Regions from separate parts of the Mus musculus genome. Here regions 1, 2, 3, 5 and 6 are each linked to region 4. Evidence: chromatin contacts called from public HiCAR-type and promoter capture Hi-C data. All regions are on one chromosome and are shown on one strand. Each heading gives the region's core, a stretch centred on a gene start, on an enhancer-like site or on the middle of the called end of the contact. The rest is flanking DNA. Distances are from core to core; before and after follow the strand shown.

What was found. Promoter capture Hi-C pulls out the DNA fragments that hold promoters and counts their contacts. HiCAR-type assays count read pairs that join an accessible place to other places. Capture Hi-C pulls out chosen DNA fragments and counts their contacts.
Region 1: a contact with region 4 is called in a promoter capture Hi-C map of pre-B cells, with 3 times the contacts expected there. The contact joins the enhancer-like site here to the promoter of Fdx1 in region 4. A contact is called at or near these places in 5 of 39 promoter capture datasets (the 3T3-L1 cell line, cranial neural crest, hippocampal neurons and 2 more), 1 of 115 datasets of contacts at active chromatin or transcription factors (astrocytes) and 1 of 9 other capture datasets (adipose tissue).
Region 2: a HiCAR-type map of astrocytes shows a contact between it and region 4, with 4 times the contacts expected there. The contact joins the promoter of Ddx10 here to the promoter of Fdx1 in region 4. A contact is called at or near these places in 5 of 39 promoter capture datasets (embryonic stem cells, hippocampal neurons, liver and 2 more) and 5 of 115 datasets of contacts at active chromatin or transcription factors (astrocytes, cardiomyocytes, embryonic forebrain and 2 more).
Region 3: a contact with region 4 is called in a promoter capture Hi-C map of liver, with 3 times the contacts expected there. The contact joins the promoter of 2310030G06Rik here to the promoter of Fdx1 in region 4. A contact is called at or near these places in 5 of 39 promoter capture datasets (the C10 cell line, hippocampal neurons, liver and 1 more).
Region 5: a promoter capture Hi-C map of liver shows a contact between it and region 4, with 2.1 times the contacts expected there. The contact joins the promoter of 1110032A03Rik here to the promoter of Fdx1 in region 4. A contact is called at or near these places in 2 of 39 promoter capture datasets (hippocampal neurons and liver) and 2 of 9 other capture datasets (adipose tissue and liver).
Region 6: a contact with region 4 is called in a promoter capture Hi-C map of liver, with 8 times the contacts expected there. The contact joins the promoter of Ppp2r1b here to the promoter of Fdx1 in region 4. A contact is called at or near these places in 10 of 39 promoter capture datasets (the 3T3-L1 cell line, cranial neural crest, embryonic stem cells and 5 more), 4 of 115 datasets of contacts at active chromatin or transcription factors (the SCID.adh cell line, astrocytes, embryonic forebrain and 1 more) and 1 of 9 other capture datasets (adipose tissue).

What each region holds. Positions count from the first base shown.
Region 1 is chr9:50,832,544-50,836,308 of GRCm38.p6, forward strand. The region is part of intron 14 of Alg9 (asparagine-linked glycosylation 9 (alpha 1,2 mannosyltransferase)); the gene reads left to right. Among named protein-coding and RNA genes, the nearest start is that of Ppp2r1b, 22 kb to the right of the region's middle. Within about 2 kb of position 1,433, at least 54 of the 459 cell types and tissues checked have an H3K27ac peak or open chromatin away from gene starts, as enhancers often do. A contact at or near this core is called in adipose tissue and pre-B cells, where this site is marked.
Region 2 is chr9:53,245,705-53,249,578 of GRCm38.p6, forward strand. It overlaps Ddx10 (DEAD box helicase 10), which reads right to left and starts at 2,408. Exons shown (of 18, transcript NM_029936.2): 1 at 2,114-2,408. The coding sequence starts at 2,299.
Region 3 is chr9:50,744,534-50,748,630 of GRCm38.p6, forward strand. 2310030G06Rik (RIKEN cDNA 2310030G06 gene) reads right to left here and starts at 1,994. Exons shown (of 4, transcript NM_025865.3): 1 at 1,909-1,994. The coding sequence starts at 1,940. It also overlaps a transcript of Cryab not described here.
Region 4 is chr9:51,960,951-51,964,982 of GRCm38.p6, forward strand. Fdx1 (ferredoxin 1) reads right to left here and starts at 2,652. Exons shown (of 4, transcript NM_007996.2): 1 at 2,321-2,652. The coding sequence starts at 2,517.
Region 5 is chr9:50,766,722-50,770,523 of GRCm38.p6, forward strand. 1110032A03Rik (RIKEN cDNA 1110032A03 gene) reads right to left here and starts at 1,463. Exons shown (of 4, transcript NM_023483.4): 1 at 1,137-1,463. The coding sequence starts at 1,178. It overlaps Fdxacb1 (ferredoxin-fold anticodon binding domain containing 1), which reads left to right and starts at 1,517. Exons shown (of 5, transcript NM_198675.2): 1 at 1,517-1,734; 2 at 1,967-2,123; 3 at 3,389-3,592. The coding sequence starts at 1,563.
Region 6 is chr9:50,855,419-50,859,497 of GRCm38.p6, forward strand. It overlaps Ppp2r1b (protein phosphatase 2, regulatory subunit A, beta), which reads left to right and starts at 1,506. Exons shown (of 15, transcript NM_028614.3): 1 at 1,506-1,680; 2 at 2,418-2,508; 3 at 3,433-3,533. The coding sequence starts at 1,567.

The DNA of each region.
Region 1 (3,765 bases), core at 183-2,682, 1.1 Mb before region 4:
CTAGTCAAAGACCTCAATTGCAGCCTCAGTTGTAGGTGGGGGTATGCATGATGGATGGTATTTGCTGCTTTGCTCTTTCATCGCCCAGCACAGAAACCTGAACTTTAGCTGGCTAATCTAGAGAATGTCTGTAGACAGTGTGTGGCTTTTTAATTACCTTCCAGCAGAGGTAAACCCAGCAACTCTGAGGCCTGAGAACCATTGCACCCGTACACCTTATCCATTTGTGTCCTCTGTGATAGGGTGGTCTGTGTGCTCTGTGATAGGGTGGTCTGTGTGCTCTGTGATAGGGTGGTCTGTGTGCTCTGTGATAAGGTGGTCTGTGTGCTCTGTGATAGGGTGGTCTGTGTGCTCTGTGATTGGGTGGTCTGTGTGCTCTGTGATAGGGTGGTCTGTGTGCTCTGTGATTGGGTGGTCTGTGTGCTCTGTGATAGGGTGGTCTGTGTGCTCTGTGATTGGGTGGTCTGTGTGCTCTGTGATTGGGTGGTCTGTGTGCTCTGTGATAGGGTGGTCTGTGTGCTCTGTGATAGGGTGGTCTGTGTGCTCTGTGATTGGGTGGTCTGTGTGCTCTGTGATTGGGTGGTCTGTGTGCTCTGTGATAGGGTGGTCTGTGTGCTCTGTGATAGGGTGGTCTGTGTGCTCTGTGATTGGGTGGTCTGTGTGCTCTGTGATAGGGTGGTCTGTGTCCTCTGTGATAGGGTGGTCTGTGTGCTCTGTGATAGGGTGGTCTGTGTGCTCTGTGATAGGGTGGTTTGTGTGCTCTGTGATAGGGTGGTCTGTGTGCTCTGTGATTGGGTGGTCTGTGTGCTCTGTGATAGGGTGGTCTGTGTGCTCTGTGATAGGGTGGTCTGCTTAGTGGGAGCCAGCAGAGGCAGAACTGTTTATTTCTGTACAATAACAGGTTTACCAGAGTATGTGTTGTGAAGGTTAGGTTAGTTGGAAGCTTACTGCAGTGTGACAGTCACCCATTCTTATAGCTGTAAAGGAAGACCACAGCTGGCTCCTGGCCAGCTCTTCCTCAGGGTCTCTCTTGCATTGGCCATCAGATGCTAACTGAGGCATTACCACTCTCTCACCCACACCTCTGGCCCCTGAGACTAGCTCTCGGCTGGATCTCAGAGGAGGCTATCACCCAGAGTTCCTGCCTGTGGCTTTCCTTTCACATGGGGGCTGCACTCCATTGCTGTTAGGACTCAGCCTTGGAAGACTTCTCCCTCATCCTGCTGCTGGTGGGAAGCAAGCCCCAGCCATGCTCAAGGGATGAAGAGTTGTATGGACATGTTATAAAATCTCCTCAGCTTCTCTAATGCCGTTCTCCTCCTGAACTATTTTTCAATTCAAAGATTTCTGACTAGACGGAACGGGGCAGCCCTGAAGGCCATTTCCCCTTCCTCCCCAGATGGACAGGAGACCACATCCTGGGCAGGCAGGCTTTGATGCACAGTGCAGATGCTATCTGGTCTTTAGGGAAGAATCCGTTGAATCAGTTTCTCCACATGACCAGCGAGTGGTGGGCTCTAGTGCTTTTTCTGTATGCCAGGCACTGTGGTGCCTCGCCTCCCTCACTGGTGCCGAGGAGAAACAGGAACGGCAGAATTCATGTCCTGTTACACTGTCAGCTCACTGCTCTCACAGTCTTTCATTCTCTGTCAGCTTCTGCCTGCTGTCTCCCCTTCAGCTCCTGCCCCTCCCCATTTCCCCCAAATACTTTTCTCAGATCTCCATCTAACATAGCTACCCTTGGCCAGATTTGGCTTCAAACTCCTTGCATGTTGCCTAATGTCTTAGTTCCCTAATCATTCAAATCTGCTGACATTTAGGAAGAGCAAATTGAACAAACCTTTTAATCCTTGTGGAGTCCAGCAAGCTCTGCTTTCTGTTGTTGTGGAAAGACATCTCCACATCTCCTCACTGAGCCAGTGCTGTAGACGGACGAGGAGATTCAGTGCTTCAGGTTGGCCCTGGCTTTAAGCTAATGGACCAAGCAACTGACAAGCAACTGACATCATCAGTTTTGTTCCAGCTTCTTTATGATTCTCAGCATATTAGAGGCTCTTAAATATATGACTTGGTGGGCTTTACAGTCTTTTTATTATTTTTACATTTTTATTACTTATTTTTTTATTATCTGTGTGTGAATGCATGAATGCATGTATGTATGTGTACGCACTGAGATTTGCAGGTGGTTGTGAGCCTCCTGTTATAGATGCTGGGAACCGAACACCAGCTCCCCAGAAGAGCAGCAAGTCCTCCTCGCTGCTGGGCCATCTCTCTAGCCCCTAGATTTACTTTCTTAGAGCTGGATTTATGTAATGGTGAAAAGGAGGCAGGAGCAAGGTAAGGGTCTTGTCAGAAGCCTGAACCTTAGTGAAAGAAAAACTGTTGCGGCGAAGTATACTTGTTATTTATTTCAAACTTTAAAGCTTGCCAGAGTCTTTTTCTTGAGATGGTTTCCAGTGCTCTTCTGCCACATGGATAAAGCCCAGATAAGGTTCTGAGGAGCAGGACTGAGCCTGCGAGACACTGTCGTGTGCTGCCTGTATCCCTCATTCACTACCAGATGGGAAAAGACTGAAGAGCACTTCCCCCAACCCTTGGCAGGACCGCAGGTCAGAAGGCTCCAGTTGCCTAACAGCAAGTCTTTCCCAACCCCACTGTTCTGAACGTTGGCTAAAGGTGACTGGTGCAGAAGCTAGGGTGTTATGCCAGATGCTGTACACGTCAGGAGCATGAGTCCCTACATACCCATGCCTGTGCTTCAGTAGACTTCTGACCTAGCCACCTCACAGCTCCTTGGAGGTCACTCTGAGTGGTCAGCACGGTGGCCCGAGTGCTGGATAGACTGCTGAAAGTTAAGTGTTATACCAGTCACATGGGTCAGGGCGACTTGGCAAACTCTGTGAACTAGAACCCGACAGGTCATTTGGCCTCTAGAATGCCATTGCTTTTGTTAACATGGGCACTCTGAATCAGCTGTGCCGCCATCCCATGGGCCACTGTAGCTCCCTCCCTCCTTCCTCCCACACTGTGTAGTTTCCTGCTTTGCTCTGCTCTGCCTCATGGATTTAGGACTAAAATGTTTGAGAAGAAAACAGAACCTGTTTTTGCTTTTGAAGCTCCGTTTCCTTGTGGAGGTGAGCATTGGATGCTAGGGGAGCAGACTAGATCATCTGATTTGAGAGGCTGGCCTTTTCTTCCACGTGTAGACTCAGGAGTGTTTTCCACGGGAGAGTTCTAAAAGCTGGAGATGCAGCATTGTGTCCTGTCCCTAGGCGGGCCCTCCAGCAAGTACAGCATGTTAGCCATGCTCCTGTGTCCACGCTTGTGAAATAGGGGTGTGAATTATCTCTGGAGTGCTTACTGACTATAAAGCAATGTCCTCACCCCGTGTCCCCCCCAAAGGCTGTTAAAGCACCCTTATGTTTGCCCATACAAGCCTTTTGAAAGTTAGCAGTGCTCAGTAAAGGATAGGTTGAGTATAACTGAACGTGAAGGAAAACCCAGATTGTCTTTAGAGCTAAAGGTGCTTTGAAGGGCCAGTTCTGCACTGAGAGGTATAGAAAACATCTCACCGAAAATTGCACTACATGGAAGAGACAGCAAAGAGCAGTTCCAGGAAGTACTCAGTGGGGCTGAACCAGCAAGGCTAAATGTGGTTTTAATGTTTGAGTGAGGGAATTAGTGGCTGGATGGACAGACAGACAGGTAGAAATGGGAGGGAAACCCATTGAGTGCAGTCTAAGCAAATTGACTCAGTATTTCCAC
Region 2 (3,874 bases), core at 1,158-3,657, 1.3 Mb after region 4:
AGAGTTTGGAGTTTGCCCAGCTGGTTTCCTGTCTTTCTTTGGGGATTAGAGTTAAGTGATTGGATGAATCTCAGAATAGACCTTGAACTTGGACTAAATTGTTGACACTGCTATAAACTATGGGGACTTTGGAAATGGGACCAAATGTACTTCTTTATTATGCTACGACCAAGTACTCATAGACTCATACGTTTTAACAAGCCGATGGAGGCCAGGGAGTAGAATGTGATGCTTTGTATAAGCTTGGCACAGGGAGTAGCACTATTAAAAGGAGTGGCCCTATTGGAGTAGGTGTGTCACTGTGAGTATGGGCTTTCAGACCCTCATTCTAGCTGCCTGGAAGCCAGTATTCAGCCAGCAGCCTACAGATGAAGATGTAGAACTCTCAGCTTGCCTGCACCATGCCTGCCTGGATGCTGCATGTTCCCATTTTGATGATAATGGACTGAACCTCTGAACCTGTAAGCCAGGCCCAATTAAATGTTGTCCTTATAAGAGTTGCCTTGGTCATGGTGTTCATTCACAGCAGTAAAACCCTAACTAAGACATTCAGCATAGGCAGAAATAAGGATATGAACTCAGAAAAGTTCTGGGTAGAACAAAACAAGGAGTCACAGCTCCACGGAAGTAAACCAAGCACAGGCTAAGGCTACATTCTCCAAGCAATTCTAGTCACAGTTCAAAACAAAATCCAAAAGCAATTTGTTAATAATAGCCTCTTTTTTAATTTGTCTTTTTTCTATATGACAGGCATTGTGAATAATGTTTTCCACACTTTATCTTAATTCCTCACAACTTATGAGGCAGGTACTACTACTAAGCCTTTTAAAATAAGGGGGGAGGGTGTGAATAGTGTAAGAAAAGTAACCAAAGTCATATAGCTGGTGAGCCAAATCCGAATCAAATTATCTGAAGTCAAAACCCCAACTAATTCTTAAATGTTGCCAACTCTGAACAGTTTATCTAGTTGTCGCTGTTGCTGTTGCTGTTTAAGCTACAAGATAGCAAGTAATGACTTTTAATTCCAGGATGATTCTACCTATTAAATCCCAAACTAGAAAGGTGGCATTCACTGGAAAGGTGAGAAAGGTAGATGAATGCTGGAAAATATGGGTTTTAAGAGGATGGATAGAAGTAACATTCCTAAGGGGCAGACACCTAGGGCAGGAAAACACGCCAGCTTGTCTAAGTGTTAACTATGAGACTACTCATCTAGGAACACTGGCTACAAGATGCTGATGTCAGGAAGAGGCAAACACATTCCATTGTCTTTCCACTGATTCTTGGTGAAAACCATGAAGACAATGAGACAAAGAACAAAAGATGATGCTAAGGGACAGAGCCAATTCCCAACTTAAAGATCGAGAGCTGTGGAAACAGACACAGGTCTAGGTTCCAATTCCACACTACTAGATGTGGGAAATTAGGGCCAGTTTCTTATCCTCTCCAAACTCTACAGTTCTTATCCGTTAAATGGACTACTAGGATCCATCCACACCTCAAGATAGGGGCAAAGAATATAAAACATGGAGAGTACTTAAAGATATTTCTATTATTTTAAACATTTCCCACGAACAACAGCGTTTTCTTACATCACTCCAGATTTTAGCTTATTTATTTCATTTTTGAGACCAAGTTTCACGTATCACTGACTGACCTCGAACTTGCTATAAAGCCTTGGATGACTTTGCACCTCTGATCCCCCTGCCTCCACCTCCTTAGTGCTCAATATGTGCCCGGTTTATGTGGAGCTGGGGATTGAACCCAGGACTTCCTGCGTGTTGGGCTAGCACTCTACTGAAGGCTCTCACTCCATCCGCTAGGTTCTTTCCACAGCGGTCACTATTGCCTCTCTGTTCTGTCACCACTGCTGCACCACATGTCCCTACCCGGAGTGTCACCGCATTTCTATCACTTTTCCCAGCACTGCGGAAAGTAGAAGAGTCAGACCTGGGTAGCGACACCCAACAGACCACTAGTGAGGCCCCGTTGGCCGGGTCCGCCCCTTTCCCACACCACCCTGACCCTAAGTCCACCACAGCGGCAACACCTCCGGGCTGCACCCACCCTCGCTCCCCAGAGCCCCGCCGAACGTGCCCCGAGCCCACCTCACCTTCTCGTAGTTTTGCATGAGGCGGCTGATCCCCTCGCGCTCGACCTGCCATTCCGGCTTCTTTAGCTGCTTCCTCCGCTCCTTCTTTTGGTGCTGCCTGTGGCTGTGTTTTTTCTTCCAGCGATTAAAGCTCCGCACCGGGTCGGGTCGGGTTCCCTGACCCAGAGAAGCAACCGTTTTGCCCATGGCGGGGGCTGCCAGGACCCACGACGCCGCTACACGGGAGCCTCCTCGCTCCTCAAGGCACAGCACGGAAGACGCGAAACCAGCGTGTGGAGAAGGCGCAGGGGCGCACGCGCAAGTCCGGGAACCCGCCCCCAAGCTGGGGAGAGTGGGCACACATTAATGACGACAGGCAATGCGCGGACGATGATTGGTGATTTGGCTTCCGCTGGGCGGGGCGATCTTAAGACGCCAGGGGAAAGCGTGCACGGAGGAACTGGGCGTGCTCCACTGCTTCCGAGAGTGCTTGGGGCTTCCGGAAACAGCGCAAGTACACTGCTTATTGCTAGTATGGTGAAGTCATACTCAGCGTAAAGTACTGCTTTTCATTTACTCTGGATTCAAGTGTGCCCAACATTCGCGAGTACACTGCTATACGTTATAGAGTATGTAGGTCGTAGTTACTTTGTAGATCAGACTGGCCTCAAATTTATAAGAATTCACCTGCCTCCTGAATACTCTAATTTCAGTTAAATGCCACCGTGTTGACTCAAAATGCTTTAAAGCAAACTTTTCAATTAACAAAAAGTTACATAATACAGAAAAATACACTTACACATAGACATCGTAAAGATGCCTCTGGAGAGCATCCTAAACATCAATCACCATTTATCTTACAAAGTGTCAAAAACAAACAAAACAAAACAAAACAAAAACCAAACCCTGAGATGATTACTGTGTTAGTCACTGAACTATTACTGTGAAGAGACACCATGACCAAGGCAACTTTTATAGAAAGAAGCATCATTTAACTGGGCTGGCTTACAGTTTCACAGGTTTAGTCCATTATCATCATGACAGGGAAGGCATGCCAGCATCCAGGTGGGCACTGGAGCAGTACCTAAGAGCTGCATCCTGATCCATAGGCAGGACACAGACACACAGACACACACACACACACCTGCGTGCGCACGCACACGCACGTACGCACGCATGAACAGCGACACTGTGCCTGGCATGGACTTTTGAAACTCCAAAGTTTTGAAACTGTGACTCCAAATATATGAGCCTATGGAAATCATTCTTATTCAAACCATCACATTTACTCTCAGTTTTAACAACTGGGTGGCCTTAACTGAATATTCACATTGTATATTTTATAGTGATTTTTTTTTTCAAGACAGGGTTTCTCTGTGTAGCACTGGCTGTTCTGGAACTCACTCTGTAGACCAGGCTGGCCTCGAACTCAGAAATCCACCTACCTCTGCCTCCCAAGTGCTGGGATTAAAGGCGTGTGCCACCACTGCCCAGCTATAATGATTTTTAAGTTAAGTAAATGTTTATTTCCACGACTATGACTATAGCTATAAGTTAAACCAAGATTTTTTTTCATATTTTCCATCACTACACTTTTTTTGTTTTGTTTTGTTTTGTTTTTCGAGACAGGGTTTCTCTGTATAGCTGTCCTGGAACTCACTTTGTAGACCAGGCTGGCCTCGAACTAAGAAATCCCTCTGCCTCCCAAGTGCCTCCCAAGTGCTGGGATTAAAGGTGTGTGCCACCAAACCCTGCTATCACTATACTTTTTAAATGCACTCA
Region 3 (4,097 bases), core at 744-3,243, 1.2 Mb before region 4:
AATTTTCAAATAATGTTGAAGTCTGGGTTTTTAATATGACAATAAGAAACAAAAAAAAATTGTCCAATTCTACTAGTATTTTACGGTACAAACCAGATTTTGGTTACAATGTTTAGCACAGTATTGTTAGACTGGGCTCTGGAGTTAGAATGACTGTGTCTGACTAACTGAGAGAATTTCAACAGGTTTTCAACTTCCCTGAACCTCCTCCATGTTCTCAGTGTTAAAATGAAAATTGTTAATAGAATTTAAACATCATGGAATTGCTAGTAAGGATTAAATAGAGTGGTGTAAGATATTAAGCATGACTCCTAACATATTATGAGCATCAACAAAAGACAGACACAAAACTTGCCTGCAATCCCAGCACTTGGGAGGCAGGGGCAGAGGGACTACCACAAGTTCAAAGCCAACATGGTCTATGTAGTGAGTTACAGACCAATCAGGGCTACAGATCAAAACCTCCCTCTAAAAATAAGTAAATCAGGGCTGGCTGTAATGGTACAGGCCTTTAATCCTAGCACTAGTGAGGCAGAGTCAGGCAGACTATTGAGTTCAAGGCCAGCCTGGTCTACATAGAGAGCTCCAGGACGACAGAGAGAGAACCTGCCTTAAAAATCAAACAAAGAATAAATAAATATACATGTAAACAAATATACACTTATAGGCAGGGTCTTATTTATTTGTCTATTTTTAGTTTTTTGAGACAGGGTCTCTCTATGTAACCTTGGCTATCCTGAAATGGCCTGCCTCTGCCTTTCAATAGCTGGGATCAAAGGCATTCACTACCATGTTTATCCAAGTTTCCTTTTATTGCTGACTTCTGTATCTGTCACTTCCTGGTACCCAGCACATGCTCAGTTGATATTTGTTTAATAACCAACTAGATTAATAAACTAGCAGGCACAGGACTGGAGTCTAGTATTGTTTTCAAATTTTAGGTGCTTTCCAATGTATCTCACTTTTCTCTCTACATGTGATGTTTACCTGTAAATAAGTATTCTTTGAACTCTGACCCAGACATGGATCATATAGCTAAGAGGCAGCTGACAGGATGAAGCCATATTTGGGAGTTTGTAGTGGTGGTGAACACCCTGGGGGGAAAGTTACAAAAACCACAAATAATCTATTATTTGGTGGGGTTTTTTGTTGTTGTTGCTGTTGTTTTTATTTTGTATTTTTTGTTCTTACTAGCTTTCGATCTCTAAAACCAACCTATGATACAAATAATAGGGACTGTATATTTTTAAAAAAATCGAGGACCCAGTGAATTGACTGGACTGCATGAGGCCACACAGCAAATAGCATGAAAGTTATATTCACAGTTCCAGTGGATTCTCTTCCTTCCCACTTCTGCAGTTTCAAACAAACATTTGTCCAAATTCAGTTGCTCAATCCATGGTCACATCTCTGATTACCTAGTGAGGAAAGTATGGGCCCTGAAGTCTAGCCTCCGCGCTTGGAATCTTGTTTTACCTGCTAAGCTACTAGCCATGTGACTGACACTACCTTCTCTGAGCCTCCGCTCCTTAACCGGCCAAGATGGGAACAACGGTAAGACCACTCACTCACAGAAGACCTGGGACAATTAACCCAGATTAGAAAGTGACTGCACATAGAGAGCACTCCAATGCTCCCGTTATTATGATCTGCGGAAGAATAAAAAAGGAGAGAGCATCGGAAGGAAGGAAAGGAGAGAAGAGAGAAACCAGGCTGGCCCACCGGTGCAGCCAACCTCTGGCCACTCTCCAGCTTGCTGTGTTTTCCAAGCGTCCTAAGGCACCGCTCTCTGCTCCACCTAGGACGTGGCAGGTGGAGGAAGGCACGGACGGTCTCCAGGCTGTCTGATTCTCAGGGTTTCATATCCACCACCGGAGGCGGTCCCCTCCACCTTTCGGCCCTACTCACCAGGTTCCCCCACAGCAGAGCCGGTTTCCCATGGCGGTTGTGTCTCCCAGGGAGCCCAGCTGGTTTTCAGACATAAAGAGGTTTGCGCATTTCCTGGTTCCCGGCTGAGCGAACGGCAACGGCTCCCAGGAAGTCTGTCAGGATCAGATTTCAACCGAGTAGGTTGGACCTTGGAAGCCACCTGGTGGAATGATTCCCAAGTGACTGTTCGCAGCCAAAGGGCAGGAAGACACACGGGCTCCAGGTGAGAGTTATCTCACCTTAGGGATTTGAAACTCCTTTTGATGAAGCTGCAAGCTTCGATTTATAAAGAAACCTGAGATACAAAAGGGCTCTGAGTTTCCATAGGAAATGTGTCTCTCTGTATCGCACGGCCTTTGAAATAGACCCTCCATAAGGGAGTCAAAGCTCGGCCACTACGTTTGCCCTACCACACTCAGGTTTGAGTTTCACTGTCAAGGTAATTGGTACTAGTTTCTGATGTCCTCAATTTGGGTTTGAATCCTAGAGGCTTTTGGAACCTGAAATGTAGGAAAATGGAATGCTCTCATATTCCCACGACTAGAATTAATAATGTGCGCATATCTCCTAACCATTTACCATCTAGATTTCCAGCACACCAAGGCATAAGTACTGAATGTATTACTTAATCCTCTTTCTGGTATAAACCAGATGGCTAACTGATTGGCACGGAGCACTCAATGTTCTCTCCCCAGTCCAGGACCATGAAATCTCTACTTACCCCTGCTTGTAGCTTCTGCTTCCAATGACCCAAAATTGGATTCACTCTTCCCTGGCCAGAAACTATGAGGCAGCTGAATGAATTCCCCTGAGACAATATGTTACCAGGTTGAGTATGGTGTATACCTCCTGGCACTCGGGAGGCAGGAGGATGAGGATCTCTGAGAGTTTGAGGCCAGCCTGGGCTACAGGAGCAAGTTTCAGGACAGCCAGGAATTCATAGAATTCATAGAGGTACCCTGTCTTAAATAAACAGAAACAAACAAGAGAGAAAGAAAGGAAAGAGAGAAGGGAGAATATGTCTCTAAGAAAATCTTTGAAACCTGCAATTCCGATCTTCAATATTTTCTTGGCATTTTGAGTATTGTCCTGGAATATTCATAGTCAGCCCTGAACTCCATGGAGTACACTGGATTCTGAATTCCTCCTCATCTTGGGAAAAACGGGCCTGAGAGTGGCCACTTCATAGGGCTGTGATAACTGAATGAGGTATGTGTGTACAAAGCTTCTGAACAGGCCAGACGCATGGGACGCCCTCAGTAAGTCTTAACCATTGTTACTACTATTGTTCTCAGTGATCAGATGGCTAAGCATTGTATTCTACTATCTCATGTTCCAATCCTGCAGGCCATTCCGTATCCTACTATTAACTACATTCCTTTCATCCTGTAACCTGCGTCCCTGTCTCAAAAGCCAGTAATAATTTCCTATCACTTACAGGATAGAACTCTCAAAGCCCTTCATAATTTGCTTCACTTCCATCCAACCTCTTTGGCAGCTTAAAGGATCTTACCCAGATTTTTAGAGGGCCAGAAACTGCACAGAAAAGACAAAAAAGCACCCGGTACACCTTAAAACACAGCAACCGGAGTGTAGAGGGTTAACAAAGCCTGGAGAGGATTGTATCGAAATCCAACCCAGTTAGTCCTTATCTGGAAGTCTTTGAGACTTCTCATTGACGTTCAGGTTCTATTGTCAGTCTGTTACAAAAGAGATTGTGTGTGGAAGAGGCAGTGCAGAAAGTGCCACAAAATATGGCTGAATGGACAAGTCACAGCTTTACTGCTTAGAAGAAATTAACCAGCCTTGGTTATGCCAGCCTGTTGGAAGCCCCGAGTGAATGTGTACTTTGATATGGGCTCAGCCTTTAAAATATGGATGTTTATGAGTGAGTGATCATTGTGTACCAAGATTAGCCACTTTGGCTTCCTCCTCATAAGTGGTTGAAGCCCAACACAGAGCCTCCCACCAAGACCAACCCCTGTGCTGTAGCTAATAAACATGGTGAGGTGTTGGAGAACCTGATCCTAGATTCAGTGTATGTTCGTCTGTGCGTCTGTCTGTCTTTTCTTCATTTCCTTGACACTCCTAGCTAGGGTTCTTGGACCTGAGTTTTTTAGGCTGCTGCGCCTGCAATCTCAGGTACTCTGGAGTCTAAGGCAGAAGGA
Region 4 (4,032 bases), core at 1,402-3,901:
AGGCCATAGTCCTGTAGGTCTCCAGGCTTCGTGGAGAAAAGCAGTGTTTCTCGACTTCCCTAATGCTGTGGCCCTTTAATACATTTCCTCGTGATGTGGTGAACCCCCCAAACATAAAATTATTTACACAGCTACTTCATAACTGTAATTGTGCTACTGTTATGAAATGTAAATATCTGTTTTCCAGTGGTCTTAGGCCACCTCTGTGAAAGAGTTATTTTACCCCACAAAGGGGTCTCAACCCTCAGGGTGAGAATCACTGCAGTAAAGTATAGCAGCAGTTACCCTTTCACTACATAGCCTGGGGCACTAGCAAGGGAAAAGGGGCAGCCTGTGGCTCCCTTCTTCCCTCATCACCTTTGCTCTCTGAAATGACTCATGAAGTAAGAACCACAGAGCTGCCAGCTGTAGCACTGCAGTATCTCACACGTCTGACACGCAAGAGGGTCCTGCCTCCATCCGCAGCAATACAAGAAGAAAGACTGACACCTGCTGTGCAGCACAAAACCTACTCAAGGTCTAGGTCTGGTTTTGCCAGCTGCTTAATATGGAAAACGCCCACTAACCTACCTATATACTTCTTGGGATTGTCTTAAAAGCACAGTGAAAGAAAGCCCTTTGTGATCAAATTGCTACAAAATATCAGAGTACTTGGGAACAAAAGCTTTCAATACTCACTTACTGAGAACTTACATAAATGTGGAATTTAAAACTCAGTTCCTAGAATTGCTGTCCAAATACAAGTGTGTACTTAACAGGAATGTCCTGCACTGGCAAAGCCAAGCACAACAGGCACTCCCCATGCACTAAGTACTTGAAATGACTGTAAGCCCGAAGCTTAAATACTTTTTAGCTTCACTTGTCTTAATGTTCAATAACCACATATGCCTGGGAGCTGCTGTGTTAACAGCAAAGGTCTGGATAATACGAGCTGGAAAACTTATTTAAGCTCTGTCAAGAAGCAAAGAATCCAAAACCTAATGACAAAATCGTGGGAACCAGTTTGCAAACGCATGTGTGTTCCCTTAAATAGTAGTCACACTGATTATGTACAATGTATGTCACAGCTTAAATCCAGAAAGCACCTGCCACAGAAATTAAGGCATCCATGGGTGAATGGTTGGAGGGGCCAGGAGAACTAGGACTGAATGGTCCTAACAATTTCCCTCTCACGTCATGCAAAATATCTGTATGTACAAATGTATTTGTATGCACAAATGTATGTACACACATTCTTGTTCCTGCTATAAATATAAGTTTTCTGAAGAAGCCGTATCTGCGTTGACTATTTTGCAGACTGATACACCAGGCACAAACATTTGTGTTGTGAAGAGGTGATTGCCACAGATCTAGAGACAGCCAAAGTTACCTTGAGTGAAGGCCTTTAATGGCCACGTATCACCAGACACTATTTCTGAGCTTCATGTTTACCAGGTAAAGACGTTTGGAACATATTATTCGGCTTCCGATCCAAATGCTATCTATGTAAGTTAGCTTTATATAATCCTGTGATCCACTTGGTGTCCCAGCAATATATTTGGCAAGTACATTGATTTGTGACTTTCTTTGGGACTGTGACTACAAAAGTTGAGCTAAGTTCTTCCACCGAGTAACATACAATCCAGGGAAACCTTAATCTGTGTTTCCAGACCAAAACCACTCTTGTTTCACTTTGAAGAAACTTTCATCTTCCCTTTGAAGTAACAGATGTGTTTTGCATTGACATTGACATTATATGATTCTCACCTTGTCCCTACACTTAGAAACCTGTAAGTAAATCTCGTCTTTAGTAAATCTAAGGGGACCGTGCTTTTGAGAACAAATATACCCAGTATCTCCACCCATGGTGGTGGTGGTGGGAATCTCTCATCTCTCTCTCTCTCTCTCAACATTCACCACAGAATTCTCTACACTATGACCCCCAGAACTGTTGCTAAGAGGCAGCTGCCTACTGAGCCCTCACTTTCAATCAGGTGCACGAGCAATGTTACCTTCACGGGGTCGTTTATCCCTTAAATCATCCTATAAGGGCTACACTGTTACCCTGGGTCAACAGGGCGGGTGTAAACCCTACCCTACCTGAAGTCAGCACAAAGGGCCAACACAAAGCAACCCCAATGGCGAAGTCGACAAGGACAACCCACCGAGGAAGCCCCAAAGCCAGCGCCCCACACCGCCCGAGCCAGGCCCAGAAGACTAGGGTCACGGGAAGAGCTCTCCGGCGCGGGGCCAGCAACCGAGAGGCGAGGCGGAAGGGAGTCGCGGGCGGAAACGCAGGCCGCGGGATGAGGGACCCATCGCCGCTGCCGCCGCGCCTCACCTGCTCCGCGCGCGCGCAGACACGCTCAGCGGCCGGCCGGGCCCGGCCTCTGCATGCAGGCGGGGACTCGGGGTCCACGGAGAGATGGCAGTTCCCGCTCCGGTCCCGCAGACCAGCAGCCGACAGCGGTCAAGGCCGCGGAAAGGGACGGAGGCGCAGGCCGCGCGCAGGAGTCGGGCGCCCGGAGCGGCCGCCATAACCCTGTCGGAAGGTTCCGGGTCCCGCGGAGTCCTGCGCAGTGCTGAGGGTCGGGTAGGTCCCGCGTGTCCGGCTGCGAGAGGGCTACACTCCCGCGAGCGCCCTGCGTGTCCTATAACCCGCGGCTGCGCCCCGCCTCGCCGCTGCCACGCCTTCGCGGGGCGGGGCCGAGCACTGTTCCAGGGATCTGGTTAAGAGTTCACCTTGAACTTTTTCTGCAGTCAGCTCTGCGCTCTGGAGCAATTACTCATCAAGGACTGACCAAAAAGCCACCAGATTAACTTTTGCCTTTTGCCATAGACCCTCAAAAACAAAGCAAATTATCACAGTTTCCAACACTTTAGAATACAAGTTACAGCAAAAGGGACCTAGGTTTTTCCTACACAGGACAGCAGAGAGTTATACAAAGTTTTAAAATGCCAATAGGCATTTTTATGAAGAGAGACATGCATAGGTAAAAGCATAAACTATCTCATAATCAATAATTTGCTATTTAGGGCTGCTGAAGAAAGCAGGTAATAACGGTCAGCCTGAACTGACAAACTGAATATATAAAATCCTGAGAAGTTAACAGGAAACTTTTCTTAAATGAGTAACTATTCAACAGACTTCAAAACTAGAAAGCCGACTTTTAAAACGCGCACGTTGTCATTGCTAGTACATTTTTGAAAGAGTTTTTGTGGTCAGATACGCAACCTCCAAACCTAAGTCCTATGTTGATCAGAGACCTTGGATAAATTACTCTTGGAGGATAAGAGTTTCCATGACTGCGGATAAGCTCACACTCAGGGCCACTCTGGAGGTTAGGTGAATTAGGGCAAGGAACTGCGTCACAGACCATGAGCAATACATACATCATCTTGAGCATTCCTGATAAGGTGCTGAAGGACAGAAGCACATGTTGCAAGCGAACTGAAGACAGTAAAAGACTACTTAAATATTCAAGCTGAGGCTGGAGACGTAGCTAGGGGTAAAGAATGTGTGTTGCCCTTGCAGAGAGCCTGGGTTCAAGACTCAGAAACCATAGAGCTGCTCACAACTCTCTGTAACTCCAGTTCCGGGGGATCCAAAACTTTCTCCTGGCCCCTCGGACACCAGGCATGCACATGGTACACATTAGATATAGATTCAGGCAGACACATACATTTGGGAGGAGAAAGGGTATTCTCAAGAGGCTGAGCACACGGCTCACCAGTTAGAGTACTTCTTGAGCTTGCACAGGATCTTATTTGGTTTCTCAGCACCCACTGCAGTTGGCTCCCAACTTAAAACTGTAACTCCAAGTTTCACAGTAATCCTCTGCCCTCGGGCCTCCACAGGCACCCACTGACATGTGGCATACACGTACCTACACACACATATTTTTAAATAAAAATATTTAAAAAGTAATACTTAAGAGGTGCAAAACTGGTCAGGTGTTAAGGACATTTGCCGCTCGTCCAGAGGAGCAGAATTCCGTTTTTAGCACCCATAGTCAGGTAGCTCATGCATGCCCAGAACATGCTCATTCTGAC
Region 5 (3,802 bases), core at 213-2,712, 1.2 Mb before region 4:
TTGGGGTCTGTGCTCTAACTTGCTGGGACCACTCATGGCAGTTTAGTCTATAGGTCACTTTCTCCCATATTTCTTTGCAAATTCTTGAGCATCCTTACATTTTTTTATGGTCTTTTGAGTATTCTTTAGCTAGGTCAGCCCAGGGTGGGTTCTTGAGATGGGAATCATTCATTAGTAATGAGAAATGGAATACTTGGCCTTTTTCCGAGACAGGGTCTCTCTGTGTAGCCCTGGCTGTCCTGGAATTCACTCTGTAGACCAGGCTGGCCTTGAACTTAGAAATTTACCTGCCTCTGCCTCCCAAGTACTGGGACTAAAGGTGTGTGCCACCACAGCTGGCTATACTTGGTTATTGTGGTGGCTGGTTTTCAGTTTTTAGCTAACTACTTCCAGATAGACACGCCCATCTGATCAATGTTAGAGTGCTAGATTGTCTTTTCAAACGTGATTTTGGGAGGAAAGTTGATTTTTCTGAAGGTCACCTGATCAGGATTGTCAAGGACAAAAAGCCCTTACCAAATCAATAAAGTAGCTTCATTTTTTCTCAAATGAATTCAAAGTTTTTCATTTTACATTTTGAGACCTCCTGCTGGCTGTCATTTAGTGGCTTTCTATATTCTATAATATATTTCTATATTCTCAGAATAGGGTCTAGGCTATTAAATGGTTAAAACACTCAATTTGGTCTGGCTTCCTTTTTAACTCTACAGTGTCACCTGCTAGTCCGTCTCCCGGCCAACTGTGTTCAACCAGTCAAACATAACTTTTTTTTTTTTTTAACTATGATTTTATGAACATTGTTCCTTCTGCCTTTTTAATCCTTTTTACCTAACTAAAACGAGCTCCCCTCCCCCAACTAGCTTTCAGCTCAGGCTAACTTCAGGGAATCTATGTCTCCCTTCCCCAGCTTCGTAGGGCTTCCCCTTGTGTATGCTTCATTCATAGTATCCCGAATTCCTTCACTCACGGTGGGTACACACCCCATTCTATTCGAGTTGCCTCTTCTGCTGTGTGCATTTGTCATCTGACAGCAGGCAGGCCACTTCCAGTTCATCCATACACCTAGTTGCTCTCACAGTGCTATGGAACAAGACAGGCGTTCAATGTTACTTCTTGAAAATAGGATATATAAACACCTGGAGATATGTTGAGTGGTTGAGAGAACAGGAGACAGCCATGTCAGGAGATGGTGCAGTTACAGCGTCCTGAGCCTCTGGAATACGCAGGACTCGTCTCACCCCTCAGTTAGTGACAGTTATGCTTCAAGCAAGAATGGCGAAGACGCTCAGGGCCGTCCGTGTTGGGCCGTCCGAGTACTGAAAAGAAAACGAGCCTTTGGAGGCGCACAAAGGTGAAGGGGCAAGGCCAAGAGCTCCATTTTACTTCCCCGCTCGAAGCTCCCGAGCAGTAGCTCCAAATGTTTATCCTGGTAACAAGCTGTTGATGCGTCATCACTTAGTGCCGGGTGGAGTGGGGAGGGGAGGGAGACGAGGCCCACGCGAAGGAAGTGACGTAAGAAATGTGCGCCCCGGAGAGCGCCGGCAGGTAAGCCGGAGGAGACCATGCTTCCCCGGCGCCTCCTGTTGGTCGGGGAGGGGAATTTCTCCTTCGCCGCTTCTCTGATCGACGGCCTGGATCCCAGCGTCAGTGTTACCGCTACCGGCTTCCAGCACCGGGCGGCTCTGGAGGGAGATCCGGTAGCGCTAGAGAACCTAAAGCGCCTGCGCGAACGAGGTAGCAAGTCCCAGCCCGCCCCGAGGGCCCGCCCGGAGCGTAAGGGTGTGGCTCGCGCGGGGAACTCGAGGGCGCCTCCTGGGGGCGCTCAGGCGGATGCGCGTGTGTGCTCAGGTCTGGGCTGGGCTGCATTGTTGGCAACCCAACCATGCATTGAGTGGTGGTGTTTGTCCAGGTTTACAGATCTTAAGACGTCTTTTGGTCTCTATTTCACGCCTTTAAACCTTGCCAGGTGTCGAAGTGCGTTTTGGTGTGGACTGTACCCAGCTGTCACATGCCTTGCCAGCCGACGATAGGGATTTTGATCGAATTTATTTCAACTTCCCGCACTGTGGACGAAAAGCTGGAGTAGCTAAGAACAGGGAACTGCTTGCCAAGTTTTTCCAGAGGTGAGGCAAGACGAGTCCTGGCATAGAAAATGTTTCCAGGTTCCCATAACCAAATCACTGCACACAAACTTTGTCGTTGGGGAAATAAGTTGCTAGAATACACGAGGAAAGAAGATAAAACCCAGAGAAAACCATAATCTTGTCTTAAAGATTTACGTATAACCCTAGATGTTAAAGTATAAATTACAAGGAAAAGGCAAGTTTATTTTTCAAAAATTAGTGTGTGTATGAGTGTGGCGGTCAGAGAACAACTTACAGAAGCGGGTCCTCCTTCCATCGTGTATCCAGGAGATAGAACTTTGGCTACTAGGCTTGGTGGCAAGCACCATTACCCAAATTGTGTGTGTGTGTGTGTGTGTGTTTTTAAATATGGATATGGGTGTTTTGTCGGCATGCATGTCTGTGCAACAGTTGTGTGCCTCCTTAGAGGACATTGGTTCCCCTGGGACTAGAGTACTGATTGGTGTCGCCATCATATGGGTACTGAAAATTGAACTTTTGAACAGCTAGTGCTCTTAACTGCTGAATCTTTCAGCCCACCTCAAAAAGGTTTTAAAAAATGCAAATCGTAAGAGTCAGTATAGCTTGATGACGACAAGATTGGATTTAAGAGTCACATGGCCTAGGTTCAAATCCTAGCTCGCTGCTTACCAGTTAAAACTGTCGTCAGGTGTAGCCCTTACCTGCTTCTCCTCCCACCCCAATCTATAAACTGGCTATTAATAGCAGCTTAAAGTGATTATGAATTTAAAATAGTACTTTAACATCAGTATTCCAAACTGTATTCGGCTCCACTGGGCTATAGGTGTTGAGAAACTTTTAGCAAAGGCAGTATTTTAAGTGGGAGTTGAAGTATAGATGAGTGTGTATGGTGATTATTAGAGCCAGAGCCTTGTGCATGGTGATAGTGCTCAGCCCAGCCCTGAGCTATAGAATAGGCAGAGAGCAGTAAGGAATCTTTTCATGGGAAGAAGCAACGCAAATAGTGAATTATATATAGGAGCTTTACGGATTTTGGCCTTTCTGTGGCATACAGGAAAACAATGCAAATGCCAAGCTGGTGACTAGTGCTGTTGTGGGGGCACTGGTAGACTTTTTATATGCTATAGGTTTATAGAGCACTATAGGTATAGAGTTCTATAGGTTTCATAGAGCACTGCAAATAAGATTAATTTTAATTATTTCAGAGTTACACCATGTGCATATTGTTGATTCCCTTGGTAGTTTCTGTCTCTGATACACTTCTGGTGTCTGTCCCCCTTAAGCTGTGCTGATGTCCTTGCAAAGGCAGGAGAAGTCCATGTGACACTGTGCAGAGGACAAGGTGGAACGCCTGCTGACAAGCCTCAGAGAGAGTGGCACAACAGTTGGCAAGTAGTTGCCATGGCAGCCCTGGGAGGGTTCATTTTAAGTGATGTGTGTCCCTTTAGCTGTGAGGCTGTGCCAGGATACAAGTGCACTGGGTATAGGTAAGTAAGACCATGGGCCTAAACCTTCTCCCCTTTCGTCTTTTGCATGAAGTATTAAAAAAAAAAATCAAAAGCCAGACTTTTTGTTTCCAAGATTCTAATGTAGTTTCAAAAATACTTGTTTACCAGTGGAAGCCTTCATATATATACATATATATATACGTGTATATATATATACACACACACAAACACACACACATATATGTACAC
Region 6 (4,079 bases), core at 256-2,755, 1.1 Mb before region 4:
CTTAGGAGCCCAGAACAATGAAAGCTGTGCTGAAACTCACGCAAATACGGGTGCTGAAATCCTGTGCAGGGCTGATTCAGGTAGTCCCTGGGGGCCAGCTAGATGGCTCAGTGGATAAAGGCATGTGTCACCAAACCTGACAACCAGAGTTCAGTTACTGGAACCCACTTGGTAGAAGTAGATAACCCACTCCGCAAGCTGTCCTCTGACTACACTTGTTCAGTGGCTCATGTGTGTACATACCACACATATACACAGTTTTTGTAATTAAAAAAGATAGCCACCCCAGCAGTCCAGACCATGCCTTAAGTAAGTGAATCTAAAAATTATCAAAATAAAACGAGAGTCTTCAAGCATTCATTCGTGGACAGAAGTTGAAAAAACAAAAACCGCAAACTGAAGTCTGTTGGTTCTCAAGCTTTGACTATGAAAGGCTATCTCCTAGTAGGCATCCCATGCTTTAAAAAGAAAAAAAAAAAAACTTACCTCCTAAGTTGCATTTATTAATGACAATTTCCTTAAGGCACAAAATAGTGTCATCTGAGAACTTGTGACAGAGCTACCAATCTAAGTTGCTTATATCTAAGTCGAAAGGAGAGATAGTTACTTTGTGCCATTCCATAGGGCAAGTGGAACATTTTCCATTAAGTTCTGTGTAAAAAGGCCCAGGCCCACCTCCTCCTGGAGTCCTTTAGGGGGACTCCTGGAGGTCTAGGGAGGCCAGTTTACACCCGCACCGAACTGGGGTGAGTAAAACTGGGCCCAGTTATGTTAGGTTGTTGTGCTTCTTGGTAAAGAAGGAAAAAAAAAGAGAAGACAATACAACAGAAGGCGCCATTCCAGTACCACACTGAAAAGAAACACAAAAACAAGAGAGCAGCATGTTTTGAACAGCTTGCGTGGAAAAAATATTGACTGGGGAGTTTGGACAGCACTGTTCATTTTCTCTCACCGCCCTCATTATTTGTCTTAAGGAGCAGGAGCCAGCCACGATTTTGGCAAACAGGCCAGAGGAAGGTGTGTGTGTGTGTGTGTGTGTGTGTGTGTGTGTGTGTGTGCGCGCGCGCGCGCGTGTAGAGGCTTGTCGCCCAAGGGGAAATTAAGACCAAGACCCAGTGGCTCAGGGCCAGCATGAAGCCTGGGGGTGGGGGTGGAGGTTGGGGTGGAGGGGGAGGTGTTAAAGCTTCTTCCTCCTGGCCTGTCTCTGAGTTCTACTTGAGGCTCGGCATCCATCATTAAGGCCCGTCTCCTTCAGAGCACAGCAAGGAGACGATGAATCCCTGCCCTTGTTTCTTTCGGCTGGGGAAAGGATGCAGGGGTTCCATTGGTTTTTTCGGCCCGCCCTTCTTCTGGAGTTCAGACCTCCAGTTCCAGCAATGGGGGTCAGGCCGGAGCCTCCACGCGCAGGGAAAAAACTTGATTCCATCAGTTCCTCGGAGCCGGCTGATTGGATTTAGCCCCGCCTGTTTGTGTGTGGGGCGTGGCCTGAGCGCGGGGCGTGGCCTGAGCGCGGGGCGTGGTCTGGGCACGGGGCCTTCGGCGGCGACCAGCCAGAGGAGGAAGAACATGGCGGGCGCAGCAGGGCCAGGGTCCGGTCCGGGGGCAGCGGGTGGAGATGGAGACGATTCGCTCTACCCGATCGCGGTTTTAATCGACGAGCTCCGCAATGAGGACGTGCAGGTACTAGGCTGGGCTGGGGAGCCGAGGCGAGGGCGGAAGCGCACATGGTAGGGAAGCGGAAAGGCCGGCTCAGCCCTGGGGGCGACCCCCGGGGTGGCAGAGTCGTATTCAGCCCCGGGACGGAGGCGTGGGGCGGCGGGTGCGCGGTGGTCCGTCTCAGCTCCGCTGCCCTCCTCCGACCCTCTGGGGTGGTGGCGTCCATCTGCTCCCGGCAGTGGGCGGGGAACCGGTTCGCACCTCGGGTGGACCAGCGCAGGCGGGCTGCGGGGCCGCCGGGAGCGGAGGAGCGGCCCCCGGCCCCCGTTCCCTTTGAAGTGATGCGGAGTGTCCGTCCCCGGGCAAACTAGCTGGGCTGGTTGGGTGGAAAGAGCGCGGCGGCTGATTAACCCAGATGAGTGGTGCATCAGTTGTGATAGAACTTTTCCCTGAAAAGGGAGGAGTTGTGCTTAACCGTTTCTTTCACCCACTTCTCTCCATCCAGAGTTCTCTCTTTTCAGACCCTCTCATTGTCCGCGTGTTTTCATTCATTCGTTTCTTCCCCGGCCCTTCAGTGTTCTCCCTAAGATAGCTTCTGGCTAATGACGTGTTAAACGGTCCTTGAGTTTTCCTAGGATTAAGATCTAAGTGAAAGGCTCATTCATCATTATACTGTGTCCCAGTATCTCACCTATTTGCTTCTTTGACCAGAATTGCAATCATCTCTTTGCTTTGTTCTCCCTCCCACTTTGTTTTTAAAGCTCCGTCTCAACAGTATTAAGAAGTTATCAACTATAGCTCTAGCACTCGGGGTAGAAAGGACTCGAACGGAACTGCTGCCTTTCCTTACAGGTTTGTGTCCCTTGAAAGATACACGCTCCATTTCTATTGGCTTTTAAACTATTTTTATTTAATTTTCTTAGTTTGTTACCTAGAGTAGCGATAAGTACTAGACTGAGCCTTGCCTTCTGCAAGGTGTATAGAAATGCTACATATAGTCAGACATACTCAAACATAAACCGTGTAGCTAGTGGGAAGGTGATTGATGTGAAATATGGATTTCTTTGTAAATGATTTATTTTATATGCATTGGTGTTTTGCCTGCATGTGAAAGTGACAGATCCCCTGGAACTGGAGTTATAGGCAGTTGTTAAGTTGCCATGTGGGTGCTGGGCATTGAACGCTGCTTCTCTGGAAGAGCAGCCAGTGCCCTTAACCACTGAGCCATCTCTCCAGCTCCAGGATGTGAGTTTCTTAATAATTGTGTGAAACATTCAGGAAGACTTGTGGTAGTCATCTATAAGATGGAACACAGCTCCAATATAGCTCCAATATAGGAGCTAGAGAAAGCACCCAAGGAGCTGAAGGGGTCTGCAGCCCTATAGGTGGAACAACAATATGAACTAACCAGTACCCCCGGAGCTCGTGTCTCTAGCTGCATATGTAGCAGAAGATGGCCTAGTCGGCCATCACTGGGAAGAGAGGCCCCTTGATCTTGCAAACTTTATATGCCCCAGTACAGGGGAACGCCAGGGCCAAGAAGTGGGAGTGGGTGGGTAGGGGAGCAGGGCGGGGGTGGGGGGTATAGGGAACTTTCGGGATAGCATTTGAAATTTGAAATGTATATAAAGAAAATATCTAATAAAAAAACTGACAAAAAAAGACTTGTGATTTAGAGAGGGATGAAAATGCTTTTAGGATTCTAGTTGCAACCGCTCTGTGAGAGCCAGCGCAGTGGCCCTTGCCCCTGTGGTAACCAGCTGTTGTTGTTTTCAGATACTATTTATGATGAAGATGAGGTGCTGTTAGCTCTCGCCGAGCAGCTGGGAAATTTCACTGGTTTGGTGGGCGGTCCTGACTTTGCCCACTGTCTGCTGGTGAGTACTTTTCTATCGTCTATGCTCCTTCTAGAACTTTGTAGGATCAACAGTGCCTTTATTAACTGGTGATAGGCACATTGCAGCATTTTATGCAGACTTCTTATGGGCAGATGACAATAATAATACTAACAAGACTTAGATCTTACCAGCCGAATGTAAGCTTGTTTCTGCCTCTATAGACTTATTATTTCAGAGATGCGGAGGGAAAGAACTTGATTTGGTTCCCCTTTTTCTTTTGTTTGTAATTTTTTTTATTAGATATTTTCTTTATATACATTTCTAATGCTATCCCGAAAGTTCCCTATAACCACCCTGCTCCCCTGCTCCCTTCCTCCCCACTCCTGCTTCTTGGCCCTGGCATTGTTTGTATTTTTTGAGGCAAGGTCTTGTTTTGTAGCCTTGGTTCTATATAGAACAGGCTAGCTTTGAACTCATAGAGATCCTCCTGCCTCTGCCTCCAGAGTGCTGAGATTAAAGGTATGCATCACTATGCAGATGAACTAGACCTTAAAGGATGACTAGAAGCTGACCAGCTGACAAGGC